3 separate regions of the Mus musculus genome follow, and all the other regions are linked to region 1. Evidence: chromatin contacts called from public promoter capture Hi-C data. All regions are on one chromosome and are shown on one strand. Each heading gives the region's core, a stretch centred on a gene start, on an enhancer-like site or on the middle of the called end of the contact. The rest is flanking DNA. Distances are from core to core; before and after follow the strand shown. Region 1 holds the start of Dll3 (delta like canonical Notch ligand 3). Region 2 holds the start of Upk1a (uroplakin 1A). Region 3 overlaps 4930479H17Rik (a long non-coding RNA gene).

The links. Promoter capture Hi-C pulls out the DNA fragments that hold promoters and counts their contacts. Capture Hi-C pulls out chosen DNA fragments and counts their contacts.
Region 2: a contact with region 1 is called in a promoter capture Hi-C map of liver, with 2.5 times the contacts expected there. The contact joins the promoter of Upk1a here to the promoter of Dll3 in region 1. A contact is called at or near these places in 1 of 39 promoter capture datasets (liver) and 2 of 9 other capture datasets (liver and pancreatic islet).
Region 3: a promoter capture Hi-C map of hippocampal neurons shows a contact between it and region 1, with 6 times the contacts expected there. The contact joins the enhancer-like site here to the promoter of Dll3 in region 1. A contact is called at or near these places in 3 of 39 promoter capture datasets (hippocampal neurons and liver) and 1 of 9 other capture datasets (liver).

The regions. Positions count from the first base shown.
Region 1 is chr7:28,299,610-28,303,967 of GRCm38.p6, forward strand. Dll3 (delta like canonical Notch ligand 3) reads right to left here and starts at 2,176. Exons shown (of 9, transcript NM_007866.2): 1 at 2,075-2,176; 2 at 1,675-1,956; 3 at 558-615. The coding sequence starts at 2,137.
Region 2 is chr7:30,610,644-30,615,001 of GRCm38.p6, forward strand. Upk1a (uroplakin 1A) reads right to left here and starts at 2,091. Exons shown (of 8, transcript NM_026815.2): 1 at 2,071-2,091; 2 at 1,744-1,831. The coding sequence starts at 1,824.
Region 3 is chr7:30,345,517-30,349,874 of GRCm38.p6, forward strand. 4930479H17Rik (a long non-coding RNA gene) reads right to left here. Exons shown (of 3, transcript XR_881936.2): 2 at 1,829-2,349; 3 at 1,081-1,685. Among named protein-coding and RNA genes, the nearest start is that of 4930479H17Rik, 6.2 kb to the right of the region's middle. Within about 2 kb of position 2,490, at least 29 of the 459 cell types and tissues checked have an H3K27ac peak or open chromatin away from gene starts, as enhancers often do. A contact at or near this core is called in hippocampal neurons, where this site is marked.

The sequences.
Region 1 (4,358 bases), core at 926-3,425:
AGGACAGCCTGGGCTACACAGCAAGTTCAAGGCCTGTCTACATTATGTGACACCCTGTTTCAAGAAAAAGACTTAAATTTTAGGTGCAGCATAGTGGGGATAATTCCTATAATGGGCATTTTGAAGACAGTTTGGGCTACATGAGACATTGTTTCAAATACAAAATCAAGGCCAAGGAGATGGCTCAGAAGTAGAGTGTCCCAGGAATCTACTAGGGACTAGGAGCAAGGCTCAATGATGGAGTCTTGCATAGCATATGGGGAGTTCTTCTCTATTACAACAGATAAGATACAATAAATGGATTTTGGAGCCCTTTGTCTCATTTTGGGGTCAGAGATGCTCAACCTCTCTCAGGACATGGTCTTTACATTGCTACCATTAGGAATTTTGAATTATATTTATACCCAGATTGCCCACAGATCCAAAACCACTAGCCCAGCACCACATCCTAGGAGCTATGATGACATCACAAGCCCAGCAGGAATGCTCCACTTTAGAGGCAGCCCATTATCAGTCCTGAACTCAACACTGCCCCTTCCTACCCGTGAGACACCCACCTCCAGCATGCTCTCCCAGCTGCTCTCTCCAGGTTTCAATGACGAGGGAGAAGGTGCCCTGGTTGGACAGAGAAGAACGAAGAGAGGAAGCCGGTGGTCAGGGAAGCTCACTGACCTCCAGAACACAGCACGGAGTCTGGAAGCCAGCTCTGGGACTGAGCTACGGAGCATTCCCAGAAGGAGCTGCCCCGGGAGCCAGGAGCATTTTGGTCTCATTCTGGATACGCCATTGTGCCAAGTGTGTTTGCACATACCTGTAATCCCAGCGCTCAGGAGGCTGAGATAGGAGGGTTTCAAATATGAGGTTAGTTTGGGGTATCTAGCAAGACCCTGTCCAAAAGGACATACTAAGGTGTTCCCATCTACAGGTGAGGAAATAAAATATGGAAAAAGTTCCCAACAATGTCTACATTTCAAATACGGGCCCTGATTCTTTTTGAGATGTGCAGGGTACAGGGATGGGGACCAGGATTCAGTAAGTGACCTGATGTCCCAACCAAAAGAACTAAGGCTGGAAACATGAGAGATTAGGTGACCTCAAGAAAGTGCTTGAGAGGAGCCCCAGGTCCAAAGAAGAGATCTAGAATAAAGACAAAGACCCCAACTCGACTTGCTATTGCACCCCATAACTCCAGCACTTGGGAGATGGGAGTGAGTGAAGACAGGAGGATCAGGAACTCACGACCAGATTTAGCTACATAGTGAACTCAGAGACAGCCAGGCTTGTCTCTAAAAATACAAAACAAAATACAAACAATAACAACAAAACAGGATGAGAAGAGGATTCACTGGGTAAAAAACACTTACTGAAAACCTTAGTCCAACCCCCTGGGTCCCACATGGTAAATAAAGGGCAGAACTGAAATTGTCCACATATCGCTGTAAAGCGTATTCGTGAGTATAACACACACACACACACACACACACACACACACACACACACACACACACACAACCACAAAAAGATGAGAAGCCCAGTTTTAAGACATCCCTGAAGAGAATAGCGGAGGGGGTCTGGGAATGTGGGTTTCGGAGAGGAGGGGGTAGTAAAGGCTCTGGGGCACGGGATGGTGTCGGGAGCTGGGGGGGGACAGAAAGAGGTGGAGGTTGGACTCACCGGCCAAGCATCGCGGAAGGGCACACGTACGAGGCCATCAGGCAGCGGCAGGGCAGCCGCTGACTCTCCGGGGTGCTCCGTATAGACCGGGACGCTCGTGCTCAGTGCTGCGCCCAGGGCGCACAGGGACTCGGTGGCCTCCTGGGAGACTCCGGGCTTCAGGCAGACCCTGAAGAAGAGGCGGCAAGGGCCTCGGGCGTTGCAGGGGGAGCGTGGGGTCCCGAGGCCTGGGCCTGGCCCGAAAGAATGAATTTGTAGCTCGAAGACACCAGCTGGCAGTGCCTGGGACAGAGAGGGCCACAAGGTTAAGGGACCTAGGTATCTGTGTGCCCCATGAAAGTCTCTAAGACCTCCAGGTCTCGGCCCAACCCCATCTGTTCCTTTCCTTTCTGTATCTGACCTGAGGAAGAAGAAAAGCCAGGATCAGCGTCTGGGAAAGCGGAGACACCTGCAGAGAGACCATTGCTTTGGGGGACAGGATGGGGAAATAGTCTCAGGAGTCGCAGCTGCTGGATGCCGGAGTCTTATATTTGAGGGGACGCTCCGCCCCTTCAGGCCAGTCTTTTAGCTACCGGCCGAGAGGGGTCCCAGGGAAAGGGATACAGTAACTCTATGTGGGCGACTTGGTGAGGTTCATCCTGAGTGTGATTGCATGCGCCAATCTGAAAGCGGCAGGGGTTAATTTCTAAGATACTGTGCGTACTGAAGTGGGAGAACGGAAATACAGGTGCATTCCTCTCTATCATGTATGTACTTATGTGAGCTCCTGTCCGCTGTGGAGGACCCTATGAACCCATGAGTGCAGTGAATGCGTCTCCAGCCGGCTGTGTGTGAGGTTGTGTTTCGGAGCCCCACAGAGGAGGCGGTGAGGAAGAATCCTGAGTTCTTTGTGTGGACCCCTGTGTGTTTGTGGAAGACCTCTCGTGTGTATGCATGTGTGTTTCCCCTTCTTAAAACAAAGCCCCCCCTCCGCGAAGCCAGTATCGCCACCAGACGCCAGGCTAGGATCCTGGTCTTGGAGGGGCCTCCCAGCTGTATGTAAATGTCGCCATCTGCCGGGCGGCCGTGCCCCTCCCCCTTGGGCCGCAGCTGGGCCTCCCATTTGGGCTCAGGAAGGTGTGAGAGGCAAACGGACAGGAAATTAGTCTTCAGTCTTCGGGCACCAGGGCCCCACTCTCCACCCCAGATGAATGGAGCTGCTCATCCCACCCCGGGGGGCGAGGAGGTGGGATTTCGCAGGATCCAGGCAAGTAAAACAATTTAGGTGCAGGTGCCCAGGCTAGTGTGCTGAAGTCAGACGGTGAGCAAGGCTGCAGAAACAGAGGAAACCCACTCCCCACCCCCAGTAAATACTAAGTTAATACTCAGAGCTAGTAATTTTAGGGAAAATATAAGTTGCTCCTATATCCACATTTGTCTTGTAGAGGGGAGACGGCTATAGTCCCACTAAATGTTTAGTCGAAAAAGAGGCGTGGGTGGGCATGGCAGACCTGTAATCCCAGCAGTGCAGAAGCAGGACAAACAAGAGAAAGAAGCCAGCCTAGACGACATAAAGCCTTTCTCAAAACCAATACAGGAAAATACCACAAAACCCTACCACACCTGGTTTTGCTTCACCACGAGGCAAGGTGGTATTTCCAGAGCTCTGAATCACAAATAAAGCAGACTTTAAGGGATTTCTGAAAGTCTTAGCTGTTTAGGACTTTGTTACGCACAGAAACAGAGCCCCTGCTAAGGCCTGGGGTGTGAGGAGGATCCTGGAGCAAACACATTGTGAACAGCAAAGGCTGAGGCCCTGGGACGATCATGCCTGCCCGACCAGCCATCCCAGGAGCTTTTCCTCTCACTGTAGACTCTGCTGGCACACACCTTCCAAAGAGGCGCTCCAGATCATTCCATCCGGTCTAAAACAGCATCTTCCAGCTGGTGAGATGACTTAGGCAGGGCACTTTCTGCCAAGCCTGTTTTCACCCGTGGATCCACATGGCCAGGAACTACCCCCACCACTCTTCTCTTACCGGATGCCCATGCCTACTCTGCCCCCAGACATATAAAAATATAAAACAAACAAACACCTCTAAGGCCCCAAACCACTGCTTCTCTCCTCAGTTCTCTTTCCTGTGAACACTCCTTATGCCTGTTAGGTTAGCACTCCGGCTGAGCTACCACCCCAGCCCTTGCCTAGTCTGAGACAGAGTGGCCAGCCCAAAACCCTCCACACTCCTGCCTGCCTGTTTCCCGAATAGCTAGAATTATAGTCTTATGTGTTCCCCTTTTCTCTGCCCCCATTTTTTATCTCTATCCCCCCACAACTGCCTGCCTTACATCTCCCCTGAGGGAACAGTAGGACACTGCTTCCTAGCAGCCTTGTTCACTACTGTCTTGGGGTGTGAGGAGGGGACATGACTATACACACAAACGACTCCACACAGAGAGCCCTGGAGAACAGGGCATTTGGGGTTAAATGCTTCCCGCCTCATCATATGAGCACTGTCTCAGGGCTCCTGCACCTATGTTCAATTCTCTCCTCCAGTGGGAGTGACACGAGACAGGGCTGAGGTAGCAGACTTAAGTCACATTTCAAATCCATTCTAGAAGACTGTAGGGGTACATGTTTATAACCACAGTACTCAAGAGGCTGAGGCAGGAGGGCCAATTAAGTGCAAAGCCAATTTGAGCTACAT
Region 2 (4,358 bases), core at 841-3,340, 2.3 Mb after region 1:
AGAGACCTTCTCTCAAAAATAACAAAAACAAGCCAGGTAGGGTGGGGCACACCTTTAGTTCCAGCATTCCAGAGGCAGAGGCAGATGGTCTCTGTGAGAGCCTGTTCTACAAAGCAAGTCCAGGACAGCCAGGGACAGTTACACTGAGAAACCCTGTCTCGAAAAACAAACAAACAGCTGGACAGTGGTGTCGCATGCCTTTAATCCCAGCACTTGGGAGGCAGAGGCAGGTGGATTTCTGAGTTTGATGCCAGTCTGGTCTATAGAGTGAGTTCCAGGACAGCCAGGGCTACACAGAGAAACCCTGACTTGAAAAACAAAACAAAACAAAACCAAAACAAAAAAAAAAACCAGGTTGTCATGGGGACAAAGGAATTACAAACTGTCCTCTGTAATGCCAGGCTTGATGGTACACACCTTTAATCCTAGCCCCTGGCAGGCAGAGCAGAGGTGGTGGATCTGTCCTGAAAATCAGAGATGAGGGGCTGGAGCACTGGCTGCTCTTCCAGAGATCCTGTGTTCAATTCCCAGCAACCACATGGTGGCTCACAACCATCTGTAATGGGGTCCTATGCCCTCTTCTGCTGTGTCTGAAGAGAGCAACAGTGTACTCACATACATAAGATAAATAAATCTTAAAAAAAAAATCAGAGATGAGGAAAGAAGGAGAAAAGGAAAATTTCTCTGTGGACAAGCTTTGGTTGTTGTCTTGGGTTTTTGACACAAGGTCTCATGATATAACCTAAGTTGGCCTGGACTTACTGTGTGGTCCAAGGTGATTTCAAACTTGTGGTGTGGCAGTCCTCCTGCCTCACCTCCTCAGTGCCACAGGTGTGTGCAAAGCATCCCTGTTCCTCTCTTCTCTCTCTCTCTCTCTCTCTCTCTCTCTCTCTCTCTGTCTGTCTGTCTGTCTTGCTGATGAGAAAGCCAGGGATCACAGAGGTGATACTGATGGCCTCCAGTCCCATAACTAGCAGAGCTGGGATATGAACCCAAGCCTGCCTGGCTCAGGGCAACACCCAAGCATCACATAGTTTTCCTCTTTTAAAAACCAACATCACAACATCAGCTGGACAGTGGGGGCGCACACCTTTAATCCTAGAACCCAGCGGGCAGAGGCAGAGGCAGGAGGATCTCTGAGTTCGAGGCCAACCTGGTCTACAGAGTGAGTTCCAGTACTTGATACTTGACAGATTCTCTTGACACTAATTCTCAACTTTCTCTTCTCTTTTCCCTTCTCTTCTCTTCTCTTCTCTTCTCTTCTCTTCTCTTCTCTTCTCTTCTCTTCTCTTCTCTTCTCTTCTCTTCTCTCCTCTCCTCTCCTCTCCTCTCCTCTCCTCTCCTCTCCTCTCCTCTCCTCTCCTCCCCCTCCCCCTCCCCCTCCCCCTCCCCCTTCCTCTCTCTAAACAGAACTTCACACACTATAGTTTAGATTGGCTTCAGACTCACAGCCATTATTCTCTGGCCTCAGCCTTCCAAAAGCTGCGATTACGGCTGTGTGTGTGTGTGTGTGTGTGTGTGTGTGTGTTTACCACTCTTGTCTCTCAAGCGTTTCCCCTGAGTTGTGGATGAATCTACATGATCCACAAGAAGGATTCCCAGAGAACAGGTTGCTCCCTCTGTAAGAACAGGTAGCTGGGATCCCCTTTAGGATCTGGGACTAGAGCCTGCAGCTCATAGACCTGGGATCTCAGCTGCCACCTCCCCACCACACTTTCCCGCTCCCATTATTCCGCGTCTCACCAAAATAATGATGTTGCCCACGACCAGCAGCCCCACCACCACAGGAGACCCCTTCTCTCCCTCTGTCGCTGCAGAAGCCATCTTCCTGCTGGGGACACAGAAGCAGGGCAGAAGTTAGGAGGGCAGGAGGCAGGGTCTACTTCAGACCCCATCTACCAGGAGATGCTCATGAGCTGCAGAGCCCAGGCTGGTGTCCATATGCCCAGAGTCCAACAGCTTAGCAGTGAGCCTTCTACAGAAGAAGAAAAGCCGAGCAGCCTCTAACTGCAGGGCAGCTGTTGCCCTCCCCAGCCCCTTGCCCTGTCAACCCCCAGAACACCTCCTCACCTTCTCTACAGAAGCCTCTCTGGTCAGCCCCAGCTACAGCAGCTCCCTATATATGCCCAAACCCCTCCTTGAGCCAGTCTCAGAGGAGGAGGGGGCAGGAGTTCAGCAGACTGACCATGATAGATTTTTATGAGCTCCTTGACACTCAAGTGATTTACAGACCTGAAATTCAGGATTGTGCTCCTGACTGGCCACTGGGGCAAGGTGATCTATGTACCCAGAGGCTCTAATTCCCAGGCTGCAGCCATGCCAGAGGGGTGGGGGTGGGGATGGGAAAAGTTAGCCACTTGATCTGTCCTTTCCTTAGGTGCACGGTAGGCTTTCCCGAGAGCAGGGGTCAGATCCATGACAGATCCTCGTGGGAATCCCACATTAGAAAACTGCCTTCTGTAGCTTTGGAGGCAGAGGGAGGACCAGAGAGAGACCCCACCCACACACCCACACCCACACAGCAGAGGATAATGGGGTGGGCTCAAGGCAGGGCTGTGGGAGGGAATTGAGGGCAAGGTGCAAGGCACGCTCAGAGGTGCTTGGTTATGGCTACAGTGGCAGAAGAGAATGGTGAGGGGTTTGAGATAGGTATGTATATATGAAAAAGGAGGAAGGAGTATGCTAGAAAAGGAAGGGGACATGTGGTATGGATGTGGTGGGAGAGGAACTCCTCCTCCCACCCGGGACGGCCGCGTGGACATACACACACACACACACACTCTTCAGGCTGAAGAATAGAAGGGATCTAAATTCAAGTCAGATACAGAAGTGCACGCCTGTAATTGTAATCCCGGTAGTGGGGAGGCGTAGGCAAGGAGGATTATGGGTTCGAGACCATCCTGAGCTATATAGGCAGAGAGGTGGGGTGAGGTAGTGGGAAGGAGAAACAACAACAACAACAACAACAACAACAACAACAAAAGCAAGCATATCTAGGCTTAATTCCTGCTGTCTCCTCTAGCAGCGTAACTAAGCGCACATCTGCACCGTCCAGGTCAGGAAAAGCTTCAGAGGTGTGGTGAATGGGTAGAGCCCGAGGTCTCTCGGACAGCGCCCTCTGGTGGTCGCTTAAAGCAAGAGCCCGGCCCCAGAAATTCTCCAGGGGTTTTGTTAAATTCTCTTTCCCAGTGGTGGCTTTCCTATCTATTGCAGAAGGCGGCAAAAAAAAAAAAAGGCACTTAAAATTCCCCTGCCAAGACAATGGGTTAGCTGAGCGCGTGAGATTAGGACAGGAGCATCTTGACCTCAGGGTCATGTTCAGTTTCCCTGCCTTGGTGTATGCCATTAATCCCGGCAGAGAGAGTTCGAAGCCATCCTGGCATTCATGGGGAATTCCAAGTCAGTCATAGCTACCCAATGAGACCCAGCCCTTAAAACAAAACACCAGGCATTCTTGGTAAGAAAGCACATGAGGTGTTTTCCAATGTAATTGGAAATTATCAGCTTCCTTTAGATTTAAAATACCTGTTCTCTTCCCATTTACATCTATCTAAGGGCTTCCAAGAAAATCTAAACAAAAGTTCATGGACAGAAATGAATTTTAGTTAAAATAATTTGCTAAATAATTGGGCCTTATGTTTATGTGTGTGTGTGTGTGTGCGCGCGCGCGCGCGCGCGTATAAATTTATTTTATTTTTGCAACAGTCTCTCTACACAGCCCAGGCTGTCCTAAAATTCACTCTGCAGACCAAGCTGGCCTAGAACTCACATGATGGGGGAGAACTGAATCCTGCAAATTGTCCTTTGAACTCTACCCTCAGGCTATGGCACATGCACCCTTATTGCATGCATGTACTCACAAATATGAACACTAAATAAATGTAATAAAAAAATACTAGAGAGCTGGGGCTGGAGAAGAAGGCTCAGCAGTTACGTGTATATACTGCTCTTGAAGAGACCTGAGTTTAGTTCCCACCCATATTGGGCAACTCACAACTGCAAGTTACTCCAGCTTCAGAGAATCTACCACCCTCTTCTGGCCACCTCAGGGACATACAATCCCTCACACATACAATTAAAAGTAAAATAAAATCTCTTGAAAAATGAAAGAAAACATCCAGGGCTGGTGCTACGAAACATGTAGTCCAGCACACAGAAGGCTGAGACAGGAGGACTCCACTTTCAAGGAATGCCTGGACCACACAGTGAATCCAAGGTCAGCCTGGGCAACAACAAGATTCTATCTCAAAAGGCAATATGAAAAGAACTGGAGATGCTGTCCTTGGAGATGGGAATTCGGTCCCAGCATGGTACCAGGCAGCTCACAGTCACATACATGTAACTCTAGTTTCAGATCC
Region 3 (4,358 bases), core at 1,240-3,739, 2.0 Mb after region 1:
TAGTCTTTTGACTGTGACTTAAGATATGTTGTCTTAGCCAGGCAGAGGTTGTTCATGCCTTTAATCCCAGAAGGATCTCTGTGAGTCTGAGGCCATCCTGCCTACAGAGACAGCTCTGGGAGAGCTAGGGCTACACAGAGAAACCCTGTCTAAAAAAAATATAGTATAAAATTTCACTTAAAAGTGGTGATCATCTGCTTCCTCTGTAAAGGTGGAGAACACCACCAACTCACCATATATTTGTGGAATTCTTTAAGAGGAGAAGCCAGTGTGGTGGACACCCTTAATCCCAACACCGAAGAGCCAGAGTCCAGCAGACCTCTGTGAGTTCAAGGCCAGTGTGGTCCACAAAGCAAGGTCCAGAGCTACATAATGAGACCCTGTTTAGAACAAATATCTACTGTACTGTAGGCGTTGTTACTGTGGTCTGGAACTCAGTATATAGCCCAGGCTGCTTTAAGCTTAGAACAATCCTCCTGCCTCACCTCCTAAGTACTAGGATATAATCATGGATCACTGTACTGGGTTCTCCTTTTTAAAATGCTACCAATACATGGTGTGTTGGTGTGTTCTCCACTGTTACAGAGGAGGAAGTGGAAGGTCAGAGAGGGGAAGTGACTTATGAGAGCTCATCTAGTTTGGGTCAGGGTTCCAAGCTTGCTCCCCACTCCAGAGTACAGCTCGAAGATAATAATAGTTAGTAGTAGTAGTAGTAGTAGTAGTAGTAGTAGTAGTAATAATAATAATAATAATGGCAGTGGTGGTACATGCTTTTAATTCCAGCACTAGGGAGGCAGAGGCAGGTGGATCTCTGAATACGAGGCAAGTCTGGTCTACAGAGTAAGTTCTAAGACAGCCAGAGCCACACAGAGAAACCTGTCTCCAAAAATCAAATAAATAAATGAATAAATATAAATATTTTAAAATAATAAAAGTAGATACTTCGAGCCGGGTGGTGGTGGCGTACGCCTTTAATCCCAGCACTTGGGAGGCAGAGGCAGGCGGATTTCTGAGTTCGAGGCTGGCCTGGTCTACAAAGTGAGTTCCAGGACAGCCAGGGCTACACAGAGAAACCCTGTCTCGAAAAACCAACAACAACAACAACAACAAAAAAGTAGATACTTTGGTCCCAGAATTTGTGAGACAGGAAAATTTCTGTCTTCGTTGCTGAGAAACTATAGATTCTTTCCGAACACACTTTCACGTTTCTTTCATCACCATGGTTGAGAAAGAGCTCCTTAATTCCAAGGTTACCTGACAATCTCAAGCGGAGAAGCTGCGGCTATTCTGTTCAGCACCATGGCCAGCGCCCGACCGCATTTAGAGTCTGCGCAAAGCTTTGTGCTGCTTAGGCAAAGCGGCTCCTTTCCAATAGCCCCGGAGAATTTTGGTTACAAGCAGCCACCTGCTCTGAGTGTGGCTCTGGGCAATGATTTAGCGCCTTCGACCTCCAATTGGTTTCTCTATAAAACTGGGATAATAAAAAGACCTGCCTCCAGGTTGACTGTGAGGAATATATTACATAATGTGCATGCATACATTATATATAAAAGCACTTACCACTTAGCCCATAAAGCCTCACCTATTTATAGGCCTGTGACGCAGCAGTACCAAGGTGTGCACACACCACCATCACCACGCCCAGCCACTACTGCTGCCAAAGAGGTGGTCCAAAGCTTGCAGACCTGCCCAGCAAAAGGCAACTCGTAGGTGCCAAGGCTCTCCTGCTCAGTGGGTCCCGGGGACTCGAACTTAGGTCGTCAGGCTTAGCAACCAGTGAGATGAAGAGCCATCTCACCGGCTCTAATTTTAAATTTAATTCACCTACTTGATTTTGAGACAGGATGTTATGCTTGTCTCGCACATCACTATGAACTTCTGTGTGTCTGCTTCCACTTCCAGAGTGCTGAGAGAATAGGCAAGTACTGGGGATCAAACCCAGGGCTTTGTACATCCTAGGCAAGCACTCTATCAACTGGGTGCGCCCCACCTCCAGTCCCTCATGTAGGACTTATAAATCACTGTCAGGACTCTGGCGCTGCTGGCAGGCGGGGTGATTGCACTGGGGGATTTTGAGTAGAGAAGGGACATGATTCGAATTTTAAAAACGGTCTCGGGGCGGCTTCATGAGGAATAGAATGTAGTTTTGTAATTTTTCCCGACCCTGATCCTCAACAGGTCTTCTCGCTTCTCCAGGCCCTGGCGGTCCCTGCCACCCTTGAGCAGCAGTAGTTGGTACCCTTGTGTCTTGCTTGCTGACAAGAATGTCCAATCATCAGTGCCACCGGATGAATGGCATATCATGGGAACTTGATTGGTCACCCGCATTCTGCTCTACACCTGCCGTTCCTGGAAGGAAGGGTTCAAGATGTAAGAATACTGACAGGCAGGTTATGTGCAGCAGGAGGCCCATTACCCCAGAAAGCTGACTGCGAGTCGCCCGGCCGTAGCCGCGGCATCACCGCGAGCGCCCAGCAGGTGGCGCCGCGGCGTTGGGTCCAGGCAGGCTCGCCCACGTGGATTCCTCAGCAGCCCTCGGGCACTGGGCGCCGGCTCATTGGTACTGACAGTAGCACCACCATCGGGGCCCTTCGGGCGGTGGCAACACACACACACAGCCGGAAGTCGGGTTTCTCAGCGCCCCCGTTTTCCAAGAAAGCTGTGATTAAGCGGCGGCCCTAGAAACCCACAAACGCAGCTGTTGAGTCTGAGTGAACCCGGAGCGCAGAGGAGGGAACCAGAATAGTTGGGTAAATTGGGAGGCCATTCCGCCAGGTTTGAATCCCCACTGTCTTTTTCAAGCCATGGGAACTTGAACCATACACCTAACTTCTGTGGGCTCTGGTTCCCTCATCTCAAAAAGCTGCTACACACACACACACACACACACACACACACACTTCACAGAGCTGGGAGAGATGGCTTACTTTTTCTGGTCTGCCTGCCTTATTATGCTTCCAGAACCAGTTTGTCGTATCTACTGGCACAGTCTGTCAATAGATCTTGTCCTAACCAGCCAGAATCGCGTCCAAAGAAATTCCACTTTCACTGAGCCATGTCAGGCAGCCTTTCCACCCTTGGCTCTGAGGTCACCAGCCATCGTCTTTGTACATCCACATGTCTGTGGGAAATCCAGAGCATCAAGGTGTTCGAGCAGGTATGAAGGCAGCGATGACCGAGTATTAGAGGGCCTCTTGACCCTCTTCCCTGTGGGCACACTCCCAGAAATGGATAGGATAGGTAGGCTGGGGCTCTTGCCTATCGGGACCCAGGGGGAGCTGTGTATACTACAAGTCACTTGTGTACCATCTTTAAGCTTGGTCCTGGCCCTCATCACGCTCCCTGAAGCAGCAAGGGATGTGTGGCTCCAGTCTGACCTGTTACCATCAGGTTGGAATTGTGGGGTTAGAGACTAGAGGCAGATGGCGGAAGAGGGGGGGAAGAGGGATTGGTTGAGGAGGTGAGACATGTTGGAGATGAACAGGCACATGACGAGGGAATGTTGAGGAATTACAAGGAGGAGGGAGAGGAGGAAGAGGAGGATGTGAGGGAAGGGCAGAGAGGGACGAGTGGGGAGAGAGTCAGGAAGGAAGGGAAGGAGACTTGGTGGGGAAGGAGAGAAGGAGAGAGCTTATTTGAGAGACATTAGGACTAGAAAAGGGTCTTTGAGTATAGAGAACTGGTTTGATCGTGTTTGGAGGGAGCAGAGGCTCTATATTCCTGTAAACAGAAGAATGGGGCAAAGCGGTCAAGTGAGGAAGCCGACACCGGAAGAACATTCTAGAACAGAGGAACAGCCTCCATAGCCTGCTGAGGAGGAAGAAGCTTTTGGCTAGAAGTTCTGAGGCCCTAGGAAGGGTCGCAGTGGGAAGCCTGGGTTCCGAGGAAGGGAGTAGAGATCGCTGCTGCGTCTGAAAGAGGACCTGGAGACTTTAGGGAACGCCCAAGTTTAGGGAAGGAGACCTGGAGGCCTACCGTTTGGCCTGCAGGAGCGACTGGAGACAGAGCAGGAGAGAATACTGGGAAGGCTGGATGAGGAGATCTGGAGGGTGGGGCGCTGAGGCCTCCAAGGGATAGCTTTGGCCTCCCCTCTCCTGTCCCCTCGAGGACTGCTCCTACAAGGGAGTAGCTGGAAGGGGGAGCTAGGAGGGCTGGGAAAGACAGGGTGGGGGGCAGATTCTCAACACCTTCTCCCCCATATTCTAACTCTCTTCTCCTTAGAAGCTTTGTTGTTGGTAAGACATAAAGAGAGAGGGAGCTTTCTTTCCACAGCTTCCTGTGTCGCTTTCCCGGGAGGCTTGTCATCCCAAGCAGGGTAAATGAGGGGGTGTGGGAAGAAAGGCATGATGGGAGGGCCT